3 separate regions of the Mus musculus genome follow, and regions 2 and 3 are each linked to region 1. Evidence: chromatin contacts called from public promoter capture Hi-C data. All regions are on one chromosome and are shown on one strand. The core of a region is the stretch at or near the end of the contact, and the rest is flanking DNA. Distances in the headings are between cores, read along the strand shown. Region 1 holds the start of Slc25a38 (solute carrier family 25, member 38). Region 2 holds the start of Tmem42 (transmembrane protein 42). Region 3 holds the start of Snrk (SNF related kinase).

Region 1 (4,189 bases), core at 841-3,340:
TTTTTGTTTTGTTTTGTTTTGTTTTAATTTTGGGGTGGGTTTTTTTGGGGTTTTTGGTTTTTTTGTTTTGTTTTTTTGTTTTTTGAGACAGGGTTTCTCTGTATAGCCCTGGCTGTCCTGGAACTCACTTTGTAGACCAGGCTGGCCTCGAACTCAGAAATCTGCCAGCCTCTGCCTCCTGAGTGCTGGGATTAAAGGCCTGTGCCACCATGCCCGGGGAGGCCGTGTTTTTCTACTGGCTTTGGCTCTGTAGACCAGGCTGGCCTTGTACTCAAGAGATTCACCGGTCTCTGAGTGCTGGAATTCTGGGATTAAAGGTACCACCACCACCTCTCAACATCAATTCTAATAAATCAAAATCTACAAAAAAAAAAAAAAAAAGCAGGTAGCCTGACCAGCGCTGTGACCTTTGTATGCTTACAGCATATCCTGTGAGAGTAGATTTTGTGGGTCTGTTGTGCTTGCTTTGACAGTCTCATGTCACATAGCCTGCCTCTTCATGAGCCACCATGCTGGGTCCTGAGCTTAGTTTTCTTTTTTTCTTTCTTTTTCTTTTTTTTTTTTTTAAGATTTATTTGTTATTATATGTAAGTACACTGTAGCTGTCTTCAGATGCACCAGAAGAGGGCGTCAGATCTCATTACGGATGGTTGTGAGCCACCACGTGGTTGCTGGGATTTGAACTCAGGACCTTCGGAAGAGCAGTCGGTGCTCTTATAGCCCTGGCTGTCCCAGAACTCACTTTGTAGAACAGGCTGGCCACCTCCCTCTGCCTCCCAAGTGCTGGGATTAAAGATGTGTGCCACCACCACCCAGCGAGCTTAGTTTTCTTATAGTGATGGAGACGAAGGTGCTTTCCTGAAAGGCCACACCTCCAACTTCAAGTTTCGATTTATTTTAGTAGCATACCTTATTATACACGACTTAAAGAAAGCTGAATATTCCAATTTTTTAAGTGTGAGAATAGATCAAAACAACCAGTAAGGGCTAGAGACTAGTCCAAAGTGTATTCTTCCAGAGGGACCATAAGGTTCCCAGCACCCATACAGAAAGGGGTGCTCACAGCTCCAGCTCCAGGAGATACCAACGTTCTCTTTTGGCCTTCTTCGGCATCTGCACTCTTGTGCACCTACCCCCAACACACATAGATAAAAATAAACACTAAAAGCACAATGAGCAAATCGTACTACGCAAAACACGATGGGAGTAAGCAGCATTTCAACAGCCAAATAGTACCACAATTTCTACCACCCCACAGCAAAAAGAAAAACAACAAAATGTCTACGTCCAACACACATCAAAAAGGGAAAGATGGCGGGCCAGAGAGAAAAAAAGTATGCAGTTTTGAAAGACATGGTCCTGGGAGCCACAGCGGTTATCTTTTAAAGACTTCCAAAAAGCTCCAGACATAGGGGAGCACACTCCTTTAGCACTTCGGAGCCAGCCTGGTTTAAATAGCGAGTTTCAGCCCTATCTGAAACACAGTGAGGCCCCGACTCAAAAAAACAAGAATTTTTAAAAGATATTCATCCCCCAAAGCCATGCATCCTCGCCCCACTGAGGCACATCCCAGCCCGGGCCCGCCCTGCACAGCCCCACCTCCGTTTATGGTTGGCAGCAAGAGACTCCGCCCCGCCCCGCCCCCGTCTCCACCAATGGCAGCCCGGCAGCGCAGCCAACCCGACGGAAGGGCGTGGCCTTGGTGAACCCCGAAAGCTAAGGCAGAAGCCTGCAGGGAAGCCGGTCAGGGAAGGTGTCCTGCGGCGGGCGGCTCGAGGTGCCCCGAGGCGCTCTCATCAGTTGCCGTTAGAATATTCTAGAACTAGAATGTTCTCGAAGCACTGTCCCCTGCCCCACAATGCCGCTCCCGTCCCGGTCCCCCTGCTCCCACGAACTCACCATGAGCGTCTCCACCGTGTCCTCTACATCCTGCGACTGCAGCAGCGCCGAGCGTGCCTTCTCGATCACTGGGGACGCGAGCCCGGCCCCGGCGACTGAGAGGCTCCGGGGCTCCGCGCTCACGCCCATCCCTCCCCGCCTGCCCGCCCGGCCTCAGGTCTCATTACCCGAGACAAGCGGCTCGATGTTTCCGGGGGAGGGGAAAGCAGAAGGAAAAAGGTGAGATCCCGCTTCCGGTGACATAGCGTATCCGGCGACGAGATCTCATCGCCACCTGGTGGCTGCACTTAAAACTGCAGGGTCCGTGATTCTCAGTTGCAGAGCCTTCTGCTCGGCGCTTTTTTTTTTTTAAATATTTTTCTTATTAAATATATTTATTTATTTATTTATTCTTAAAGCGCTTTTTGAAATGGGTGACTGGCTGAGTTTTAATTGTATTTAATTTATTTAAGAGCTGAAGGACCGCCGGGCAGTAGAGGCACACGCCTTTAATCCCAGCACTTGGGAGGCAGAGGCGGGCAGATTTCTGAGTTCAAGGCCAGCCTGGTCTACAGAGTTCCACGACAGCCAGGGCTATACAAAGAAACCCTGTCTCAAAAAGAAAAAGAAAAAGGAAAGGAAAGAAAAGAAAAGAAAAAGAACTGAAGCAGGATGAATGCCTTCTCTTTAGACACAAATTTTTAAAAATACAATTCACATTTCTTCTTTTTTGTTTTCTTTATTTTTATTTTTTCAAGACAGGGTTTCTCTGTATAGCCCTGGCTACCTGGAACTCACTAGCTACCCCTGTGTCTCTCTGTGTGGAGACCAGGCTGACCTTGAACTCGTAGAGCTCCACCTGCCTCTTTAATCCCAAGTGCTGGGATTAAAGGCGTGTATACCATGCCTGACTTATTTTTAGTTGTATGTGTGGGTATGTACGTGTGAATGTAGCTTCTTGCAGAGGCCAGAAGCTCACAGGCAGTCCTGAGCTGCCCTGTCTGGGTGCTGGAAACCAACCTCAGGTCCTCTACAAGTGCTCTAACCCAGGCTCTCAAGCCTTGTCTTTATGCTTTTTATATGTTTATTTTGTTCTGTTGTTTAGTTTTTCAAGACAAGGTTTTTCTTTTTTCTTGAGACAGGGTTTCTTTATATAGCCCTGGCTGTCCTGGAACTCACTCTGTAGACCAGGCTGGCCTTGAACTCAGAAATCCACCTACCTCTGCCTCCCAAATGCTAGGATTAAAGGTGTTTGTAGACGCCCGACTCGACAGCAAGAAGGACGCCACAACAGGATTCTTCTGCACACGTTTATTGGGAGAGCTTGATAGTGAAAGCAAAAGCGAAAGACCCCGAGCCCAAAAAACCAGTGCTGCTTATATAGGCCTAGGACAGGCATGTCTACACCCAATTGGTTATGCTTTCAGTACCTCATTTACATGCCTCGGGGCCAGGTCGTGACTCAGCAAAAAAACTCTACTGAACATGCACACATTGGTTGTTTACCCATATTCATGGGCGTCAGCTTATTGAAACCAGCGCCATCTTGTAATGGTGTTTATTGGCTTCCCACATCTCCCCCTTTTTTATTTAATAGAAAAAGGCCTAATCCGATGATCTAGTCTTGCACTTCCTCAGCACAAAACGATCAAGAAGGATTTAGAAGGGCAAATCATGATCACCCTACCTCGTGCAATGAGGAAACCTCAGCAGTGTGCAAGGGCTGATCAATGATCGTTGAGTCTCTCTCATCCCAGTGCAATGGATCCATAAATCCGTGGGGTGCAAGAGCAGAGGACTCAGAAGCCGACTAATTCTTGAGCATAGATAACCAAACTTCAGGGGAGGTGCCATTTTCAATGGCTAAAAGTGCTTGAGTTATAATCAATCACCTTGTCACATTTTTGTTGGGTTCTGAATTTGCAAGCCAACCAAAGCATGAATACCAGTCCACAGCATATGGCAGTGACCCGTCCAGCAGGTCCAGTTATTCGAGGGTCTCGAGGGGACCTCCTCCTAAGAACCAAATGGGGGGTAGAGAGAGACGAGGGTCTTGTACGAGTAACGACACGGAAACTGTTCTGAAGTTGTATCAAGACCCCAAAATGTATTAGCCAGGCCCAAGGTTTAAATACACAAGCAAAAGGGGAAGTGCCTTTCAGCAGGAGGAATGGGGCAGAGGAAATGCACCTCAGCAGGAGGGATGGGGCAGCAGAAAGAGAGGAAGTACTTCTCAACAGGAGGGATGGGGCAGGGGAAATTTTTCTTTTGGCGACTACAAGGGGAAGCAGGAACTTGGTGGTATCAGGGT
Region 2 (4,189 bases), core at 1,065-3,564, 2.9 Mb before region 1:
CAAGCTCTTCCTGTCACCTGTCCAGATGAATATGGAGAAAATCTCCATTTGTACTCACTACCCCACTACCCCAATTCTGAGAACTCACCTACCTGGGTGCAGGCCCTTACCTCCACGTTGGAAAAAAACCCTCAAATTCCATATCCAGTAGCTTTAGCTTACAAGTGTTTATTAGCCCACGTTCCCTTCTTTTGCTGTGGATTCATAGGCATCACGGACCACCTGAGGCATGACACATCAAGTTGTTTTTTTTTTGTTGTTTGTTTGTTTGTTTTTTCAGAAAGCCAACTGCCAGTGCTGGGGTACATGAAGGGCAGGATTCTAATCACATGTTTTTTGTTTTTTTCAGGTACCTGCCATGTTGCTGTGTAACCCATGATCACAGAGTCTTCCAATATTCCCTGGTGCACAAGAATCAAGGCACTATACCAACACTGAAGGACTTGGGCCTCATACTGTGGTGGTTAGCTTCCCCTTACAGGAGCTAATGCTTTAACTTTCCAGGCTGTGAGGAGGTCAGAGGCCAGTGGCTGGTCCACCATCTCCATGTGGCTGACACTTAAGGGCTGCACTCCCAGGCCGCCCTGGAAGCAGCCCAACTTGTCAACCCTTGGCTGGGTATCATGGTTCTCTTTACAGTGGGTCTGGTCTATCCACCGACTGGCCTCACTGCTCCTTGCTCTCCTTCCAGGTGGGTGGAAACTTCCTGTGGATCAGGGTGAGCCCACAGAGGATGAGGAACACCCCTCCCCACCATAAGATCTCCTGGCACTCTCCATACAGCAGGTAGCCTAAGATGGCCTGTGGAAGAGACAGCTGTAAGGGACCTGGCCTACCCTGGTAGGCTCCACCATTCCTTGGCTGATTTCTTCCTGAGGGGCTAGAGGCCAAAGTCTGGTGCTTTGCATCCAGCAACCACCTTCATGATCAATCCACGTATTTCTGTCTCCTCTGTGGACGTAAGAGGTTACCACCCCAGCTGAGCACTGAGGCTCAGCAGGCTAGCAGGTAGGGCCAGTACGGACATAGCTAGTACCCAGTAATCATAAACCCAAGTTAAGCTGTCTTCCAATTCAAGACTGGGTTCCCTTGACCAGACCCCCTAGACCCCATAGCTAATGTTAGAGTTCTTGATTGAGATAGCTGGTGTTATCCCAGAGTGACATAGGTTTCACTCCTAAGTTTTCCATGTTTAACTGTTCCTTGCCTGGAGACAGCCCAACTTTTGTTTTACTCCCTGTCCTTTCTAGAGCCTGGAAAATCAGGGGTTTCCCAAGGACAACTAACTCACCAAGAACCCTAAGAACAAGGTCACCAGGCTACTCACCGAGCAAAGTATGTTCGAGAAAGTCACTGTGACAGATGCAATGGCTGAAGACATAGAGAAACTGAGGCCCCGGCTAAAGAAGGTCCACATCAGAGAATTGGCGCTTGCCATGGCAACGATGCCTAAGACACATAAGCCAATATTGACCTGCAGGAGAAAGTGTCACTGAGCTACAACCACCATGGGCATAACCTTGAAAGACTGGGAGATGTTTACACGTCTCATACAAAGCATATGCGGACCCTGACTGATAGGCAGAGGAATTTGCCTGCAGACAGGGGGCAGGGTTATCTTCCACGAAGACCTCAAATTTCTTGTAGCTGAGTAGCCTTCTGGAAAGATATGACTTTACAAAAGGACTGTAAGTCGCCAGAAATCTATATCAAGCAGTCCCCTGTTCAGGTCAGGATCGAATTCTCTGATGCAGAAGCTCCGCAGGCGCTCAGTCCGAACTCTTGCCAAGGACAGGAAGAGATGGGCAACCGGTTATCTCACCTTAGGTGTCACGTGCTAAAAAAGCTATGGCAAGGGGACTTAAACTGAGAGGTGGGCTTCGAGGTCCTCCCCCAGGAGGCAGTGCCTAAAACCAGGTGGTCCAACATGGGCGCAGGCGGGAACCCAGGTTAAGCCGCCCTCCTCCCCGCCCCGCCCCGCCCTCCCCCGCCCCGCCCTCCCCCCGCCCCGCCCTCCCCCCGCCCCGCCCTCCCCCCGCCCCGCCCCCGCGTGGCGCCCCGGGCTGCACCTGGCTCCCGAAGGCCAGCTTGGCGGCGGCGGCGGCCAGAGCCCCGAACGCCCCGGCGCACAGACAGTTGAACACGCCCCAGAAGCGGCGCCGCATCGCGCCTTTCTGTAGGCGAGCGGGTAACTCCACGGGTGAGTCAGGGTAAGCGGCCGCAGACACGGCGGCACCCGAGGACTGCGGACCGGCCGCCATGAGGCCCGCTGCGCCCGCCACGGCCGACTGCCACGCACGCCGCCACCCGCCGTGAGCCCGGCTAGGGCGGAGCCAGGCGAGTGAGGCGAATCTGCTGCAGTGGAGTCCGGAGCCGAGCCGAGCCGAGCCTACAAATGAAAGGAATCTGGAGCCCATACCCTGCAGCGTGTGCAAACCCGCGACTAAGGAGAGCCTGCGGCTCCGGCGAACCTGGGGGATGGGAATCCGGTAGCGAGGACCGTGCGCCACTGAAGGAAGCGTGCTACCGAGAGGTACCTACTGTGAGAGAGGAATCTGCTGACGTGAACTTGGGGAGGAGGGGAGTTTATCTCCGAGGAGAACCTGCGGCGGAAGTAACCTTGTTTCTGAAAGAGCCCTGCAGTCAAGGGGAACCTGCTTCTGAGAAGACGGGGAGGTCTGCCACTTTACATGGATGCGCACCTAACATGCTAATCCTGAAGCCAAGCTGCACCTTCAAAGCACCTCTGCTCCCTCGTGGACGCAGGAGATGATGGATCTGGAGACCGGCCGCTTGAGACAGAACGTTGTTTGGGAAAACGTTTGTTCTGCCTGGACCATCAGAAGCACAGTCACTTCTAAGTTCGTGTAAAGTAATTGAGAACGACAAAAAAATTGAAAAAACAACCAAAAAAAAAAAAAACCCAAACAAACCGTAAAATGTCATCTACTGTCGGTAATTCCAGATGCTTAGGATGCTGAGGCAGTTAATGGTCATCCTGAGCAACTTAGGGAGACATTGTCTCACTTGAGAGGGCTGGCAGCCAGGCATGGTGGCACACACCCGTAATCCTAGCACTTCTGAAGCTGAGGTAGAATTACTGAGTTTGAGGCCAGCCTGACCAACAGAGAGGTACTAAGCAAGCCAAGGACTTTTTGAGACTCTCAAAAAGTTTTTGTTTTTGTAATAAAGGAGAGTTGGGGTTATAGCTCAGTGCTTCCATAATACATGAAAAATCCTGAATTCAGTCAATGGCAGTGTGTATGGATATATGTTAGGGATACATTTCCTTAAAGGAGAGCTGTAGAAGTGTATAACGTGAGCTAAGTGTGGTGGTTGGTACACATGAGGAAGCAGAGGCAAGTGGATCTCTGTGAGTCCGAGAACAGCCTGCTCTAAATAGCTCTACATAGCCAGGGCTACACAGCAAAACTTGTTTTGTTGATATATAAAATACAAATAATATTTAATGTATGGGGCTTGGAAGAAACACTTTATTCCCTGTTAAAGAGCTTTTTCATGGACATTCTTACATGCTACCTTGCTTCTCATGCGGGTGGTTTTGTGGATGAAATAAAAGGATGGATTACTGGGGTTTGGAGAGATTGCTTAGCAGTTAGGCAGCTTGCAACCTTCCCACAAGTGCCTCCCAACCTCATACCTCCAGGGGTTCCACTATTTTCTGGCCTCCAAAGGCACCTATCCTCATGTACATATATATACACCTGAACACAGATACACATTAATACATAAAATTAAATTTTAAATAAAAAGAATAGATTATCCCAATTAGTCCTATGTGGTATAAACCACTCCAATTTGCAGATAAGGAAGTTGAGACTCAAGGGTACTCACTGTACTATTCCACTTAATAATGGAGATAGTGTGTGGCAACAACTGATAGGAGAAGCTAAAACAAATCTAAGCTGCATCTGTCAAAGACTTTATCCCACGGATTATAAAGGTAATTAACAGAAATGACCTTCATGTTCTGGCAGAGTAAGGTAAGTAAGTAAGACAACTAATTCACACATCTTATGCATGCTCTGTAGAGAAAAAGTGGGCAACAGTGTATTGTCTAGCTATATGACTTCCAAAATTAGTGATTTAAACCAAGGAAAGTTAGGGGGTTGATTTAGGGTATTATTTGTGTATCCATGTCAGAACCTGATTGGCCTGGGTGTGACGG
Region 3 (4,189 bases), core at 844-3,343, 2.0 Mb before region 1:
CTTTAGTGTAGACATGCCCAGTAAAAACAACACAAATGTCCTTCAATTTTAATTAAAGGACAGTTAAAAGGCTTCCTTTTAGGATTATGTGATTAAGTTACAAGATCACTACATAAAGACCTAATCTGTATGTCTGTCTGCTCTATAGAAGTAAAAATAAAAATCAGTGTAACTTCCCAGTTCTTGGATGTTTTAAACCAGTAGCTCTCAACTGTGAGCTGCGACCTCTTTGCTTTCAAACGACCCTTTCGTGGGGGTCACCTTAGACCATCAGAAAACACAGATATTTACATTGTGATTCATAACAGCACCAAAATTATAGTTATGAAGTAGCAATGAAAATAATTTTATGGTTAGGAGTCACCACAACATGAGGAAATGTACTGGTCCAAGCACTAGGAAGGTTGAGAATCATTGTTTAATCAAATGTGTCATACTGCAATTATTCATTAAAATTTACTCAGAATACTATAAAATTTACTCAGAAGAGCATAAAAGGATAAAAGAAAATTTCTGCATAAAGTAAAATAACTAGCTGTGCAAAAATTTAAAAGTCAAAAAGTGGCACTTAAGAGTTTCTGATCAGAAAGCTTTGAGGACAGGAATATTAAGTCAGTGCTATGCCCTCGATTTTTTTTTAACCCAGCTTCATTATGTGACCTTGGGAATGTCATATAATTTCTTTCATCCCTAGGTCTGTAAAATGGGTCAATTTTACACTGACAGCCAGAAAAATTGCTATGTATTTGATGTTCTCTGAAAGAAACTTGTCTAATTAGTATGTTTAATTAACACACATACAGAATTGTCTTCAAGAACCCAATTCCAAGAGAAATATTTAACCAGACGCTGAAGACAGATTTCTCTGAAGGGAATGGTTTTATAAATCTGGAAAACACTGTAACAAGATTAGAAATTAACAAGTTGATTACATAATCCTTGACAACCTGGGCTTCAGACTGCACCGATACGAACTGTGATAAGTTAGGGATCAATTTGGGACAGTGTCCCAATCCCTACAAAGAATCCAAACTGAGCCTTTTGACCCTGGACAGGAATCTGTTGGAAACTCAGCAGAAAGAGCTGTACACCTGTAGGTCCATCGCTTACTTCACCTTAAACCTGACAAAACACTTCAAGCATCCAGGTGGTTTCACCAAGGCTCCTAAGACTTGGAGAATACGCTCATTTAAACGGAAGGGAAAGTAAGAAACCTGACAGCCCAGAGGCCCTACAGCCTCTGACTTCTACAGTCTTAGGAACCCCGGAGAGAAATTCCCCAATGCATACACGACCCGAACTCACAGCGAAGCTCCTAGGTTGTAGCTGACCCCACTGTTTAAGAACATCACAGCTGGAGGAAGCCTAAGCTTAAAGGGCTGCCACTCTCCTGGCTCCCGAGTCCAAGCAAAAGGCAACAAGGTGTTTGTTTTTATTGCAAATGGTTCGGAAAGAAATCAACAGGCGATGTCTACGGAAAAGAACAGCGTCTCCTAACGCGAAAAAATCCGAGCAGTCCCCGGGGAGCCGCACCGCTGCCCCTTCCGCAGCCGAGCGCCCTTCTCCGTAGACAACCGCGTCCCCGAGCTATCGTGAGGCGGCGGCCGCCCGGCTCTGCAGCGGGACTCGCGGCCCACGGGGAAACTGAGGCCCGTGGATCTCGCGTCGCCCGGGGCCCGCTGCGGGCGCGGCGCGGGGCCGCGTCGACTCCCGCGCTGCCGCAATCCCGCGGCGGCCGCAAGGGCAGGGCCGGGCCGGGCTGCGCGAAGCCCGCAGGCCGGGCGAGCTCGGGGCCGGGGTGGTGCCGCGGGCCGCGTCCTCTGCGCAGGGCACCCCGGGCCGAGCGCGCAACTTACTTTCCGCCTGCGGCGGCGCCAGCCCAGCCCCGCTAAGGCGGCCGCTGAGGAGAAGCGCAGACCCGGCCCACGCTCCCGCGCCGCGCTCGCCCTACCTCAGCCGGCAGGCGGGCATCCGTCCGCAGCGGCCGCGGCGTCGACAACTCCCTCCCGGCCGCCGGAACCCCGCACCCAGGGCTAATCATAATACCGAGCGGGCGGCCGGGGGTGCGGCCGCGCTGCGCAGGCGCGGGCCTTGCGTCATCGTGACGAAAGCGATGGGGTGGGGTCTTGTGTGAGGGCGGGGCCTTGGGTCGGGCGGGGCGGGGTTAACCCGGCGCACCTGCAGGCCAGCTCAGGGTCTACTGGAGGGCGTCCTGGCCCTGGCCTGAGCACATCCTACTCTGGAAAGAATAGAGATTATGCAGAAGGAAGCGCCAGGACGATGGACAGCGGCAGCAGGCATAGCAGCTAGAGCTATAGCTTTCAGGGGATATTGGAAGAGATCTTGGGGCTGAGGGCAAGGAGCACATGCGCTTTATCCATCAATGTTCACCCTATCTCCCATCTAGCTTGAAGCAATGAGAGACAACAAAATTAATATACATATGCACGTGCATATATATATATATATATATATATATATATATATATGTGTGTGTGTGTGTGTGTGTGTGTGTGTGTGTATCATATATACACAAGCATGCATACACATATGCACATATATATATATATACATACACATTTCTTTACTTTTTCTTCTCTCTGGGAATACATTTGAAGAATTCTGTTGCTTTTGTTACCACTAAAGCAGAAAGAAGCAAAGCCCAACACCTGAATGCAGGCTTGCCTCTAGAGTCAAAAGTCACTGGCCAGGCCAGGCAGCCTCTGAGAAACAACGTGGAGAAGTACACAGCAGGCACTAACTTGGCTGTTCATGGTTCTGTTCCAAGATGACTCAGAAAGGGATGTTAGTGGTGGCAGGACAAGAGGGAGGGAACTCCCAGCTCTATCTCCTGGAAGGATAATGAGCCATGGAGACTAGTCCTCTGGGGCTCCTGAAAAGAAGCCAGGTGCCAGGTTTCTCTCCCCTACTTTTCCTTCTGTGTTCCTGCATCCACAGAAGAAGAAAAAACACACACACACAAGCAGAATGAGCTTCTTACATGTCCAAGCCTGACTCAACTGACTGGACAAAAAAATCTAAATGGCTTTTGCCATCTCTGTTGGTCAGAAAATGGCAAGTCTTCTTCCTTCCTCCCTTCATTTATTTATTTGTTTATTTATTTATTTATTTATTTATACTACAACATCCACTTCGCATGCCTGAAGATGGCTGGGAAGCAGAATGACTGGGAAGGTGGTCTCGATCTTCTGCTGAAATGTGTGCTTAGACCTTCAATTATCCTAATGCTTTAGCCCTGGGTGGCAAAGTGCACATAGGAAAACCCCAGCATTGGCCTCTGCTCACGCAGGCCCCACCTGACTTAGGATCATGAAAGGACAGTGTCATTTGACGTGGAAATGTTTTCTTTTTCTTTCTTCATGTCTCTCTTTCTTATTTTTTTACATGTGTGTGTGTGTGTGTGTGTGTGTGTGTGTGTGTATGTTCAACATCCATGTAGAAGTCAACCTGTAGAAGAGAAAGCTCTGTCTCTTTGTCTGACACCACATGGGTCCTAGGGATGGAACTCGAATTAGCAATCGAGGCAGCAGGCACCCCCACCTGCTGAGCCATCTTAGAAGCTCTGCCAGGGAGATTCTAATTTAGACACACATTGAGCAACCGCTCCTAACTAGGTCTTGCACAATCTGCTCTTTTGCTGAAAGACCTTTGCCCTCTGGGAACTGTCACTAGTCAGGGACACTGTGGCCAATGAAGGAATAAAAGCATCACTTATAATGGTCTCCCAAGGGAAGTCCAGTAGCCAAGTTTGTACCCCGAAAGAACATTCATAACATAGGACAGTGGCTACAGCACATGAGCCCTTGAAATGGGGTTTATGTTGCTATTGTGTAACTCAGACTCTGACCAAATCAATACATTGAAGTGAGTCAAATTTATAAATTGATTTCAATGAAATATGCTTTGGTTATCTTCCTGAGATGAACAGGCAGTGCTATCAGCCATTTTCTTATCTATAGGGTTTCCCTCAAGGCTGGGGTGATGCTGGGAAGAAGATGACCCAATTTTAGCCCCACACCTTCAATGTGTTAGTTAACATGATATGATTATGCTTGAGCAATATTTTAAAATATTTAAACACAAATTAAGGTATTATTACTCTACTTGGCTTTTAATCAAATTTGCTTAGTTTAATGAAGAAACCCCCTTCTCAGATCTTCCCCAAGGC

The links. Promoter capture Hi-C pulls out the DNA fragments that hold promoters and counts their contacts.
Region 2: a contact with region 1 is called in a promoter capture Hi-C map of liver, with 2.6 times the contacts expected there. The contact joins the promoter of Tmem42 here to the promoter of Slc25a38 in region 1. A contact is called at or near these places in 3 of 39 promoter capture datasets (liver and pre-B cells) and 1 of 115 datasets of contacts at active chromatin or transcription factors (the NIH/3T3 cell line).
Region 3: a promoter capture Hi-C map of pre-B cells shows a contact between it and region 1, with 6 times the contacts expected there. The contact joins the promoter of Snrk here to the promoter of Slc25a38 in region 1. A contact is called at or near these places in 2 of 39 promoter capture datasets (erythroid cells and pre-B cells) and 1 of 9 other capture datasets (liver).

Annotation. Positions count from the first base shown.
Region 1 is chr9:120,108,283-120,112,471 of GRCm38.p6, reverse strand. Slc25a38 (solute carrier family 25, member 38) reads right to left here and starts at 2,090. Exons shown (of 7, transcript NM_144793.2): 1 at 1,900-2,090. The coding sequence starts at 2,028.
Region 2 is chr9:123,019,451-123,023,639 of GRCm38.p6, reverse strand. It overlaps Tmem42 (transmembrane protein 42), which reads right to left and starts at 2,314. Exons shown (of 3, transcript NM_025339.4): 1 at 2,070-2,314; 2 at 1,328-1,474; 3 at 149-801. The coding sequence starts at 2,261. The coding sequence ends at 667.
Region 3 is chr9:122,115,170-122,119,358 of GRCm38.p6, reverse strand. It overlaps Snrk (SNF related kinase), which reads right to left and starts at 2,093. Exons shown (of 8, transcript NM_001357775.1): 1 at 1,952-2,093.